Linked DNA regions of Mus musculus: region 1 is linked to region 2. A link is a contact called in public Micro-C data. All regions are on one chromosome and are shown on one strand. Each heading gives the region's core, a stretch centred on a gene start, on an enhancer-like site or on the middle of the called end of the contact. The rest is flanking DNA. Distances are from core to core; before and after follow the strand shown.

Region 1 (6,835 bases), core at 2,634-5,133, 210 kb after region 2:
ACCATTGGTGCTTACAGGCCATCAGTCATAGTAAACACCCAGGCAGAGTCAGTACCCCCAAGAACCACCGCATCCTTAAGAAACTACACAGAACTTTATTAAACAAATGCAGGGAAGACTCCATTAACAGCTCTCGGGGGAGATTGAGTGGCTGGCTGGGCACAAAGACTCTATCCTCACGTCCAGAAAGTCCATCCTATGGCTCAGCCTCAAAGGATCACACATGACCTTCAAAGGCAAACAACTCTTGGTGACGTGGTGCCCATACACGTCCACTTGGAGGTGAGTCTCTGGCTCATTCTGACAGCACCACAGCACCTGGACCTGAAACAGAGGCCATGACCCTGAGCTTGGACGTGAAGATGCGTCGTATTCCCAAGGCATCCTCTTCGCTCCTGGGCTAGCGAGGCGAGTGCTGGTGGCAGAGGAGGGGGAGAGGAGGGCCAATAGGGTGGCTCAGATCCACTGAGGTACTGCATTCTGTGTCCTCCAAGGCAGATGAGCAGATGACCCTGGGTCTCTCTGCTCCACAAGTCACAGCAGCATCTCAGAACAAACCCAGAGATCAGAAGATCCCTGCCAGTGGCTGCAGGGCAGGGCCGATGATGCTGTGGCTATTCCCAAGCTGCCTCAGGGAGAGCGAGAGGTACTCCAACCCTGGTGACAGAAGCCCTTCTGCTGAAACAAGACCGAAGTCCTCCCGGGGCTCTGAAGGGAGGGCCACTCTGCTGAGGCTCAGTAACTATCACAGTAAGAAGGCTCAGTCAGCACAGGGCTCTGGGCATGGTGTCCCCTAGGGGACATCCACATCTGCTTGTCCCCCACATTTCCTAGCAGCAGTAGGATAAGGAGAAGAGTGAGTTTTCATGAAAAAAAAAACAAAAAACAAAAAACAACAACAACAATAACAAAAAAAACCCACAATAAAGGGCTGGTGTGCACATGTGCCAATGGACAAGCAATTGCCAAGCAGGTATGAAACCCTGGGTTCTATTCCAAGCACCACAAAAACCCCAGGAGTCATGAGAAAATCCTTTCCCTGAGATCACTACAGTGACATTATCTGTAGATGATGTAGAAACAGCTTCCAATACTCAAAAGCCATGAACAGGGAAGCGAGCTTCCTCGAGCAGAACAAATACAAGATTAAGCAGCACCCCCAAACCCTGCACACCACATGAGAAGGAGGGAACCAGGAAGCCCTGACCCTCAAGACTGGGAAAGAGATTTAAAAGCAAACAAATTAAAATCCCTTGCTTGTGTGAATCAGGCAGTGATTCAGCACGGCCAGGGCAGTGAGGATGGCCTAGGGCCCAGGCGTGGTTTCACCCCGGTGTGAAAATGACAGTGACCCTTCTGTCCAGGTGTCAGTTCAGCTGTGTAGTAATACCAGCCCTGCACATTGCCTAGTGAGAGGCATAGGCTGGGCTCCAGAGCCCCGAGGGAGGGCTGGCTTTGCGACCAGAAGGCAGTGTGTTGAAAGCAGCCGGAGATGAGGCAAGATCTGGGGAGGAAAGGGACGTGAGCATGAAGGAATAAATAGCCAATATCCCCACTATACTCCTCAGTGTGTGCCCATGGCATGCCAGGGGCTTATACCTAGGACAGCAGAAACTGACAGGGGCAGGGGAGGCACGGGAAAGTACACTGCCCAACCTGTGCTTCTGTACCCAGCAGCCTTCTGTCTCCAATGAATACCTTATGAGCTAGACTGGGCTAATCCTGTGGAGGGTGTGGATGAGATTTACTGGGATGTGTAGGGTTCATAAATATTTATATCCACTTAGCCTGGAACATGACCTCTGACCTTCCTGAGCTCAGTCAGTAGTCTGGGGTGGGTCACATGACACATCCTGTTATCTCTCCACGGAGCCAAGAGGATGGAAGAACCAGACTCTTGAGCACAATGCTATTGTAACAAGGACCTGGAGGCAAGTGAAAGGAACTTTGTCACTAAGACCCTATGGTAACTTCAACAAACACTGGGAGGAAGAGTCAGAAAGGACTGTAGCAGAATAGCTGTGCATCAAGCCAAAGCCATGAGGACAGCTACCACCCAGCATGCTAGGATACTCAGGAGTCCTGCCTTGAAGACCAGAGACAACAGGAAGAGGCTTTGATAACAGGGTGTGTGTGCGTGCGTGTGCGTGTGCGTGTGTGCGTGCGTGCGTGCGTGCGTGCGTGTGTGTGTGTGTGTGTGTGTGTGTGTGTGTGTGTGTGTGTGTGTGTGTGGGTGTGCGTGCACTTCTGGCCATAAAGCTGTCCTCTAACACTAAGATGAGCAAACACTAGCTCAAGGGCCTCTTACACAAGCCAAATGGGAGTCAGGAGACAAAGGGCTACTGGGCACTGCACAATTCCAGAAGACTCTTAGAGAAAGGTACCCCAGGAACTGTAGAGGGTGACTAAGACCTTAGGTCATCACAGACAAATAGATTACTGAAAGGAGTGGGCTTTCCTATCTTTCTCTGTGGGAGTATCTCTCATGAGGACAGTGTAGAGTCTCCATCCTCCCATCCCAACCTGACCTCTCAGTGGTAGCCCTGCCTGTCTTTTCTGGAATTCCCCTGCTCAGACAACACTGTCTCTACCAACTCCTCCCATCCCACAGCCTGCTGGGGATGGATGCCTCTGAGGAGTCAAGACTAATATCTGAGTCTGTGTGACACTCTTGTCCCCTGGCACATCTGTCCCTGGGGCTCAGCTCTAACTGTCTCTTTTGCTCTGACACAAGCTGTGAAATCTAGGGTTCGGGGCCTGGATCCCACCCTTCCCCAGGAGATGACTCTAGTGGAGGCGCTCTAGGCTATGCCTGTGGCCGAGGTACTCACAGTGGGGGCTGTGCTGAGGGCTGGCACGGGGCGTGAGGGCCAGGGGTGAAGCAAGTTCCCGGGGTGCACAGACTGTATGGTAGGCTGCAAGAATAGAGGCTGGTGAGAGTGAGTAGGGTGAGAGGGTGCGGGGTGGAGAAAGGGGTATGAGGTTGGCCTCACCTATAATGGTGACTGCTGTCCCAGCCAGCAGAGCAAAAAAGGTGAAGAACATGACTTGATAGGAGTCCAGGAAGTGTGACAGGAGGCTGGCTCCATCTGCAACAGGACAAAGACAGACATCAAAATGCCAGAGCCATAGCTGGGTCCCCTGAGGGCCTGTGCCACTAGACATCTGCATGGTCCACCATGTCCTACTGCCTGGGATGCAGGGGCGAGTCTGTCTTAGATGTGAGGTGTCTAGACAAGGGCAGCATCTCCTTCTGTCTCCTCTGGCCATCTCTGTCCTTTCCAGAAAGTATCCTTAGGTACCAGCTTGGCACATCAGGTTTTGGTGTCCTTTCTGTCAAGGAGGCAGCTAGGTTGCTCCAAAGAAAGAGAGGCAGTTCTGGAAGATGCCCTGTGAGCTTTAAAGCTTGAGCGATTGGTGGGCCAGAGGCTCACAGGATAGGAGCTCCTGATCTGACTCCTTCCTAAGAGCCCCAGGGTGTAGGTGGGCAGCACTTCTGCCCCAAAGCTATCCACCTCTGTGGAGTGGCCTGAATCCCAGATCCCTGCTGCCTATGTAACAGTGTTATTACACTCTCTACTTGTCCCCAAGTACTTCCTGGTAGAGAGACACCAGACTGCAGGGCCCTCACTCCATGCCCTGCATCCTCTGCATGACCACAGGCAGCTGAAGCAGGACAAGTCTGTACATAGCTGGGTAGGAAGTGAGTAGCTCCTGGCATCAGGAGGGCCCTGAGCAAAGAACTGTCCTCACACTGGACTTCCTGGGGCAGTCGGGCAGGAGTCCCAGTCATGAATAATGTTACTTCTCCATAGGCCAACACATATCTGGAGGGTGGGTTGGGAGGAGGAGAGTCTAATCCTGTGTTAACCAAGAGGTAATGCTCGACGGGCAGTCTGAGACAGTTGAGGACATAGGTCAATGGGAAATGACATTGTATGCAGAGTAAACAGTGATGCCAATGACTCAGACTGGGGTCTCATGTTCCAGAAACAGGCAAGAAACAGATTGGTGCTGGATCAGGAAGCACAGGAGGAGGCGAGTTATGAATGGGCAGGAGAGACCATATGGGTCTCAGCGGTCACTGTGGGGGGACGTGGGCTTTACACTTGAGAGACGGAGCCATGGCAGGATTTTGAGCACAGGTCTTTGCTGAGGATATTGTGACAAGGGAAGTATTATGGCACTGGTGACAGAAAGAGACTGCCACTTTGAGAGACATTTTTTGTTTCTGACTTGTCCAACTTTCACGCTGTAGGTGCCCACCGATACCCAAGGCCCCCTGCCCCAGCTTTCCCTGCCCAGATCTGGGTCAGTTGATATCTCATCTATGACTCACAGGGACCAGGCCCACGACGATCCAACACAAAGGCCACGGTGACTGGAATGGTGATGGCCTGGTTAGTGGCAGGGCTGGAGAAGGTCAGGGCAGTGGACAGAGGGCCCTGGCTGCCAGCTGTGGGATCCAAGACACCCACTGTGTACGTGATGAAGCTGGGTAGCCCAAATGACTTCTCTTTCACGAAGGCTAGCACTGCCGGGGATCCAGATTTCACCTGGGAAGAAGGCAGTGCTGAGGAGGCATGCTCTGCAGGGAGTGCACACTGTGGGACCGCAGTGTCCAGCTCATCTCTGGACACACCCTTCTAACCACATATGCTGGACTTCTCTCCCAGGACCAGGTGGGCCCTGATACCCCGAAGCATGGCCCACATTCAGAATCTGCTAGAGAGGGCATGATCAATATTACTGAATTCTAGTTGAGCATAAAAATGTTAGCCTACCCAAAGTAGCGCCTAAAACCAAGTTCCCACAAAGCAGCATCTCTAGCCCATCAGGTTGCCACAGCAACTATATACTTCTTCTTCATCCCTTGTGAGCAGTTAACCACTGCTCACAAGACAAGAGAAGCAGGCTACAGGGTTCCTCCAACCACACATCAGAGCTCTCCTTGTAGGCTTTCTGGACTGAAGCCTCAGAGGCCAGTCATTATCAGCCAGAAGAAAAGGGGAAGAAGAAGACAAAGAGGAGGAAGAGGAAGAAGATGAAGAGGAGGAAGGGGGGATGGAGAAGAGAAAGAGGGGAGGAAGAGGAAGAAGGGGAGGAGGAGGAAGAGGGAGAGGAGGAAGAGAAGGAAGAGGAGGAAGAGAAGGAAGAAGAGGAAGAAGAGAAGGAAGAAGAGGAAGAGGAGGGGAGGAGGAGGAAGAGAAGGAAGAGGAGGGGAGGAGGAGGAAGAGGGAGAGGAGGAGGAAGAGAAGGAAGAAGAGGAGGAAGAAGAGGAGGAAGAGGAGGAGGAAGAGGAGGAGGAGGAGGGGAGGAGGAAGAAGAGGAAGGGAGGAGGAAGAAGAGAAGGAAGAGGAGGGGAGGAGGAGGAAGCGGCAGTAACCGTAAAGCATGTACAGCAGTGGCCTATTCCAACATGGAACAGGGTACCCTGAATCAGAATGCACTAACTCCTGCACTAACTGTACAAAGCGCATTCTAACCCTAATCACTAACCTTACCTACTAATCCTAGCCACTAACCATAGCCACTAATCCTAGCCTCTAATATCTTACATTGTTAAGCCCAACCTTTAACACTAAGCTTAGTCTGTAAACCAGGCAACTAAAAATATTTCTAACTTTAAGCCTGAAGCCAACCCTCGTCTGAGCCCTAACCCTAGCCCCAAACCCTAGCCTCACAACTCTAAATCCTAATCTGAACCAGCTCTGGCCTGAACCAAAGCCCCCACAGCAGCTTACCTCCAAGTTTTCCAGACTCTCCACAGCACCAAAGACTTTGACCTCGGAGCTGGTATAGTGGTTGCTCAAAAGGATTTCTGCCTGGTTGGCATAGAGCCCTGGACTGAAGGGGACCTCAGCTCCCACCTTCTCTACAGAGGTATAACTGCTGGGGATGGAGGCAGTGACTGCCAGTGATGTCTTCTTCATGTTCAAGTGCTTCAGTTGCTTATCTGTCAGCCTGCGCATAGTAACCGAGCAGAGGTACTGGCCTGTGGAGAGAAGGCTTGTTCTCCTATGTGTGCACAGATCCTCACCTTGGCCCTGCTATGACAGGGGAACTCCAAGACACACTTGAGAGACAGCTAATAAGCTACGTCCTCCAGGAGTCCTTCTAGGAATACCCCCTTCAGAGCCCTGGGCCAGCCTGGACACCTTCTCTGTAACCAATGGTCCTCTCACTTTCTCAGAATTTTCTGATGATGAGGTTTGCACTGAATAGCACTCTTGAGACAGGCATCATGTTTGGGCCGGCTCTGCAGCTCAAGCCCCAGGCAACCTGGTCCAGAGCAAGGGCAGATAATGGTACATAGATACATGATCCAACCCTGGGCTACAGGTCAAGATAGAGCTGACTCCAAGATGCCCTTGTTCCAGGTGCAGCAGAAGGTTGTGTTGACAGCCTCTGTCTAGTCCTGTCCTGTCCTTAGTGCCTGGCCCAGGGCAGATGAGCCAGGTATTAAGGAGCAGGGCCTCAGGCAGTTGGGCAACCTAGAATCTGGACACATGGGCTAGACTCCATCAACGACACATAACTAGAAGTACCTAGATGAGTAAACTTCCTTGTTCAACAAGGACCTCCTCTGTGCTAGATGCTGGTGAGGCCAGGATACCAATCATCCATCAACCATACCCCTGCACCCTCTCAGCCAGCAGCATTCCATGCCATGCAGTGGGGCCAGGCAGGCTTGCCAGCCTAAAGTGCTGGTCGTCAGCCCAACCACTCTGGTGTCCTGAGCTTTGGAGTGGCTGTGTCTTAGCATGCCTGAATATTGCTCACGACTATTTCATATGATGCCAGTCACCTCTCACTTGCTCTATGCAGGCAGTGA
Region 2 (6,071 bases), core at 1,505-4,004:
GGATACATTTAACTTTCAGAGTGACTCACAGTAGAACACCCAGGGGGCAAAAGGAATGAACTGAGGATGAGTGGGGAGGTGGAACAGGGTATACAGTGAGCCTATTTGGGGGGGGGGGGTAACCACTAGGCCAAGAGACACCTTGATCCGGTGACACATGGCTGCTCAGGTCTGGGATGGAGCATATGGGGGAGCGTGGGGGAAGGACAGAATTGCTAAAGGCACAGCAGCAAATAGCTGCAGGAGCCCAGTTGAGTTCCTTCCTCTCTGTACCTCAGCTTCATGCTCTGCATAAAGGGATTGATCATACTATATTTGCAGCAGTCAAGGGAGGCAGAACCAAGCCACAGGATATGAGAAAACACGTGACTAGCCAAGACTGCTCTGAGCTGACAGCCATCAGCCCCCTTCCACACGGCTGGCCTGGAGAATCAGAAGTCTAGAGCAGTAGTTACTGAGAGATCCCTTGGCTGGGCTGAGCCCTGCCCTGGTCAAGTGAACTATGATAGAGAACAAACATAGGCTGCTAACTGCTAGTAGGTAAATCAGCAAGGCCTGCTTGGCTCCAAACCCTCTGAGCTGTCTTCCAGACTTCCCCAGCCAATTTGATTGTGATGGTTGATACCAACAGAATACGGGAGGGGGGGGGGATAGCTCAGCCTACAGAGCCCCAAGAGTTAAGAGTAGAGAGACCTTCAAGGAAAGGAGGTGGGGGGACCATATAGGTGCTGCCAACAGGGCTGCCTAAGGCTGTGTTCAGATGTAAGCCTCTGGCCCTCGACAGGTTGAATGAACCTTGGAAGCATAAAGGACTCTAAGCAGCGCTCCTGGCAAGATGTTTTCCATGAAAAGTCCAACATCTAGGCCAGTGCACACCAGGTTTTCAGAGGTGATTTGTCCAGTCTCCGTTTCCCCATTTTAAAATGGGGGCAGGGGTTGTCTTCATTCCTGTCCAGGCAAAATCTTTCAGAAGGTGTTCCCTAGCTTTGGAAACAGGCCCAGGGGCCAGCTGCTCTCTGTGAGAACTGTCACATTTCATGCTAATGACATCTTCCCTCCACAGCAACTTGCAGTGGCCTCTGCAAGTTGTCAGTTTTTTTTTTTGACACTAAAGGCTCCTGTGCCATTGAAGGAGTGGCAGGAGGAAGGAGGCTGCTGCCAGGAAAGTACCTTCCCCGAAGGTGAGAAGGTGAGATGAAGTTCCATGCTAGGAAGAGCGCTACTATTTCTGGTCTTGCCACGGAGAGCAAGGACCCTGTGTGGTCCCCTCAAACACCAAAGAACTCACAAGCTTTTCCAGAGCCTCCTGCAGGGGCCCAGCCTGATTATGCAGCTACAGGCAAGGTTTACTTTCCTTCAGGCTCATTAGCATGGGATCCGCCCCTCTCAGGAGGGGAGGAGGCAAGGCCTAAGGAGGGCTCAGAGGGCCCTTGATGGGGCTTGGGGGCCTCTTGGAGTTCAAAGCCAGTCTGAAGAGAGTTTGAATTTCCCAGATGACCTCCTAAAAACTGTTGCAAGCCTCCTCTCCTAGTCCTGGTGGCTGATCCCAATTCAAGAACGTCATGCCTTGCTTTTAAACCTTGAAAGGTCCAAGATTACCAAACTGTCTCTATCAGCTTCCAAGCACTGAGCAGGTAGTACTAGGGCAGACTGAGACCAGACCCAAGTCTCATTCAGTCCCCAGGGCCTAGAGTGCCCACATAGGGCAAAGGTTTCTCTTCCCAGAACAGCACCAGCAGAGCCCCCAGAGAGCCTAGAAGGAAGCTGGCATTTGAATCCCACTGCCCCCTGGGAAGCCTGGCTTCACTAAGCACAGCTTTGCTTCCATAAATACCCAGTCCCGTGATGTCACCACCCTAAGCCCGACTTTCACCACCTCCGCTGCTGGCATCAGGCCCAGCAGACGGGTGCTCAGTACCGGCACATTACACCTGTGCTTGACAGCTGGACACTGCTGCCACCTTCACCTGTCTATGGAGAAGGCCATCTCCTGCCACTATCTCAGCCTGCTGCTGGCCTTCCACCTGGCTTGGGTGCAAGCCATGGGCTTGCTGAGTATCAAAGCTTTCCCTAAATAGGTCTGTCAAGGGCACTGACAAAAGCCTAGACCACGGCCATGAGTCTGGGACCCTCATTTGTGGATGTGGATTAGGAGGAGGGTGCCTGCTTCAGTAGGGGACTTTCACAGCTCAAGGAAGACTTGCTGACTAAGATTCTTTTCCCCCTCATCATCAACAACACTGCCTTTGCCGCAGGGGTACAAACATTGGACGAAAGCTTGCTCCCCCTGGACGCCACCTGCAGAGCAGCCACCCCACCTCCACCAAGCCCCTCACTTCAACATGAGTAGTGGTCCTTTCTGCCTCAGGCTTTAGGATAAACTTGTCTTGCATACTCACAAATAGCGTCTTCGGCAAGCCATCCTGCCCAAGTCTGATTTCCTTCTCTCTCCTGCCTGGGCTGAGGAGGCTCAAGGTGGTTCAGAGGAGGAACAGGATGCTCAAGCGAGGTGGAAAGGAAGAAAATGAAAGCCAAGGGCAGTCACTTTCCCAGGACTGGCAGGTTCATCTAGATATGCTGGATGTAATGTGGCAGGGGGCTCCAAACAGGTCCTCCTACGCAGGGTTTACACTGTGCCCAGAAGCCTGGGAAGACGTCGAGTCACCATGGTCGCCAGGTTGGGCGGGGGCGTCTGCCTCGCTGCTACCTGGGACTTCCTTGGGAATTTTCCCTCCCGCACATCCGGGGTGGCAGTGCGCTGGGATGAGGAGGGGAGGGCTGGAGGAGGGGGGTGTCTGTGCCGGTTTGCTCTCGCAGCATCCGGAGGAGGGACAGGAGTGCAGGAGCGCCCCCTCCTTCCAGGAGCAACGTAGTGCGGCCTCGCTGGACCAATCGCCAAAGTGCTCGTTGCCATGGCAACTGCAGCATCAAACAGGGCCGCCCTGTGGGTGCGGCTGCAAAACCAAGAGCCCTGGCGCTGAGACCAATGAGGTGGCTCCTTCTGGCCCTCACTGGAAACCTGGAAATCTGTTGCTAAAATGCACTCGCAGCCCGAAGAATGTAATGATGGCATTGCTTTCCAGGGCAGCTTTCCCGTCCCTGGCATGGAAACATAGGAGCCACTAAACTAAGAACTCAGGAGATCTTGTGTCCTGGAGTTAGGGGCCATGAGACTTCAGCAAGCAGAGTGTCTCCTGGGAATTTCAGATGTGATACTGTAAAATGGGATCATGACAGTTGTGTAACTGGTTCAGGAGGGCTGACCACATACAGTAACTGACATAGCTTGTTATGCACACATCAAATCCTGAGGAGGCACGAGGGTGGGGGGGTGGGGTAGGTGGAGGGGGTCCTCATTCATTTAGGACTAACAGACACAGGGTGGCCCAGCCAGCACTTTGGCCTGAGTCTTCACTTGCAAAGCTGCCTCCAGGGAAGGTAGTGAGAGTGTGAACCCTCTGGATGAGGGTGGCAGTTGCCAGGCTATTTTCTTTGTTCCATTCTTTTAGCTTCTCAGACCCACTGAAGTTGGGGGAAGAGGGAGGCTTCACTCTTGAGTTCTGTTCTTTTATTACAGAGAAAATGGATCTCAGAGGCAATGAAAAACTTATGGAAGGTTACACAGCAAAGAGGGACAGAGGCCAGATGAGGAGGAACTCATTCATCTGGCGAAGTGTCCTTGTATGCAGCGTAGAAACTGCTGAAGCAGCTGGGTAGCCAAAATACAGGGGGCTCTAGGAATGGCCAGTCTTTCCATGAGAGCCCCCCTCCCCAGAAGAATGCTGTCATAGGAATAATTCAGATTTATGTAGGCTTAGCACATGGTAAACTGGTCCACTCTCTCTCCTTGATTGAGTTGCTCTGTATTTTATCAAGATCAGGATACCACCACAGCATCAGAAGAGGTCCTTCCAGAAATGTGTGTCATTAACCACAGCTGCTCATAAAGGCACCCTGGGGGGGTGTGGGTACTAACACCCCCACCTGTGTGCTTGTGCTTTCAAACTTCTTAAAGAGGAGCTGCTTTTCCCACTCTCATATCACAGACGAGTAAACTGAAGCTGTGATTGAGAACTGTCCACCCTGTGTGCACTCTGCTCTAAAGGCCCCATCCTGGGCTGCTTCTTGTCCTCCTTTTGGACCCATGACATCCATTGTATGCCTGTCTCTTTTCTGGCTGCTCTTCCAGAGAGGCACACACATCTTGATCCTGCTGTATTTTAAAGAAGAGTGAGTGATAAAGACCTCCACACTCAAAAACAGCTGCCAAAGCTTTCAGGCTTTGACAAAGCATTGAGTGCAGCACACAGTTGTTCTCACACCTGATGTTCTTTGCCTGGCACCAGTCAGATAAAGGAAACTCCATAATGTTGACATTCCAGCTGGTCTCTTAACTTGAGACCCCAGAAGTTCCTGAGTTTCAGGAAGCAACAGAAAGTACAGGAGCATGCTATCACCAAGTGAGAGTCAGACTGCTTGGTTCAACTTTGAAGATGTGAACACACAAGGTTTCAGAGTCACAGAAATGGTGTGGCAGACTGCACCTGTCCACTTCAACTGTGACCAGATGCCTGAGGTGTGAGTGAGTGGTAGTCAGCCTTGCATGACTGCCTGCCCCTGGGTAGAATTGTAAGACAGGACCACCCAACAATCTACATGTTCAGGCTGAGGCTGACATAGAGCATTTCATAGCCAGTTTCTGGACCCATGTCCCCATCTCATCCCTACAGTCTAGGAGAAGCAAACGCCTCCAGGGCTGGTTCCAGAAATTTCCTATCTAGGACTTTGCCTCATAGACTGGAAAATTCCAACCTGCAGGCTGATAGGGATATTCAGGCAGAGTGTCTCTGTCTTCCAACCTGTGGCCATCTGTCCCCTAGGCAGGAGCATAACAACATTTGGGAAGAGGGAGAGAAGGCTGCTGGCACATGACAAGGAGATATGCCAGTCTCAGTCTTTCCAGGCAGGCAGCCATGCATCTCAGCACTGGGCATTCTTCACGGGGACAGCAGCCCATCCCCCTTTTAGGCGGACACAGGACTAACTGTGGAGCTCTAGGGTCTGTACCCTTTTACCTGTACCAGTCTCCCAAACACAGACACTTCACACCCCAGCACTATATTTTTCTTTTTCTGAAGCTTTACATTTTCAGTAAGTAAAATGCAAAGTGCAGAAATAACACAATCATCTTTTCTTTTGGGACAGGGTCTGTGTAACATTGGCTGGTCTGGATTTTACTGTGTAGACCAGGCTGGCTTGGAATTCATAGAGATCTGGTTGCCTCTACCTCTCGGAATGTTGGGATGAAACGTGTGCTTCACCAGCCCCATCAAGAATGCCTGTTCATAAAGTAAGAATAGTCCTCTTCCCCTCAACCCCGCATCTTACTCCTCCTGCTCATCTCTGCAGTGGAAATGGTTCTCATCTGTCTGGAGTGCAGCCTTCCGGCACTTTTCCTACGCATTCATGCACATATGCATGCGTGCAGGAAATAGAAAGTACTGCATGGATCCGGAAAATGATAATGTGCTATGACATTAAAAATATTTTAAAATTTCCAAAAGACATAAAGATGAACGCTGTTAACCCTGAGGCATCAGCTGCCTGTAATGAAAAAACCTCACTTGATAAACATGCCGGAAGCCTGGGAGGTCACATCTCTGTAGCATTCTCTCTAGCTCAGTACCCAGGCTCCAAGACTGCATGAATGATCTGTAGGGAATCTTTCCTCCTCAGCTGTCCTCATGCAGGCATCCTGAGCAGTGTAAACTACGGTGAGTATTTGGAGCTGTACTTAAGTGGCCTCATACCGTGTGTCCTTTCCTGCAGCAAACACTCGGCTCAGCATCACTCTGGAAGGCTGAATCACAGACTCTGCAGAGCATAGGCTTTTCCATGCTGCAGTTGCACATCACATGCCTCCCAAATCCTAGTTGTGGCCAGCGTTGCAGATACTGAAGACCTTGTAGGGCAGGCTGGGATGGGGATTCCATTGTCTACAGCCCCTCCCATCAAAGCAAGGTCACTGATAAAGGAATGGCTCCTAAGCAATTATCTTTGGAAATGTGTGT

What was found. Hi-C and Micro-C count contacts between places; a contact is called where the count stands out from the background.
Region 1: a contact with region 2 is called in a Micro-C map of the AtT-20 cell line, with 5 times the contacts expected there. The contact joins the enhancer-like site here to the promoter of Iqsec1 in region 2. A contact is called at or near these places in 2 of 39 promoter capture datasets (cranial neural crest and second pharyngeal arch cranial neural crest), 1 of 15 datasets of contacts at CTCF or cohesin (embryonic stem cells), 8 of 484 Hi-C or Micro-C datasets (the AtT-20 cell line, Th1 cells, cerebellum and 1 more), 7 of 115 datasets of contacts at active chromatin or transcription factors (embryonic basal ganglia, embryonic midbrain, embryonic stem cells and 4 more) and 3 of 9 other capture datasets (embryonic stem cells, liver and pancreatic islet).

The regions. Positions count from the first base shown.
Region 1 is chr6:91,012,993-91,019,827 of GRCm38.p6, forward strand. It overlaps Nup210 (nucleoporin 210), which reads right to left. Exons shown (of 40, transcript NM_018815.2): 36 at 5,745-5,995; 37 at 4,340-4,556; 38 at 2,994-3,089; 39 at 2,832-2,915; 40 at 75-1,504. The coding sequence ends at 1,407. Among named protein-coding and RNA genes, the nearest start is that of Gm38860, 6.4 kb to the left of the region's middle. Within about 2 kb of position 3,884, at least 15 of the 459 cell types and tissues checked have an H3K27ac peak or open chromatin away from gene starts, as enhancers often do. A contact at or near this core is called in the AtT-20 cell line, where this site is marked.
Region 2 is chr6:90,807,369-90,813,439 of GRCm38.p6, forward strand. Iqsec1 (IQ motif and Sec7 domain 1) reads right to left here and starts at 2,755. Exons shown (of 14, transcript NM_001134384.1): 1 at 2,400-2,755. The coding sequence starts at 2,422.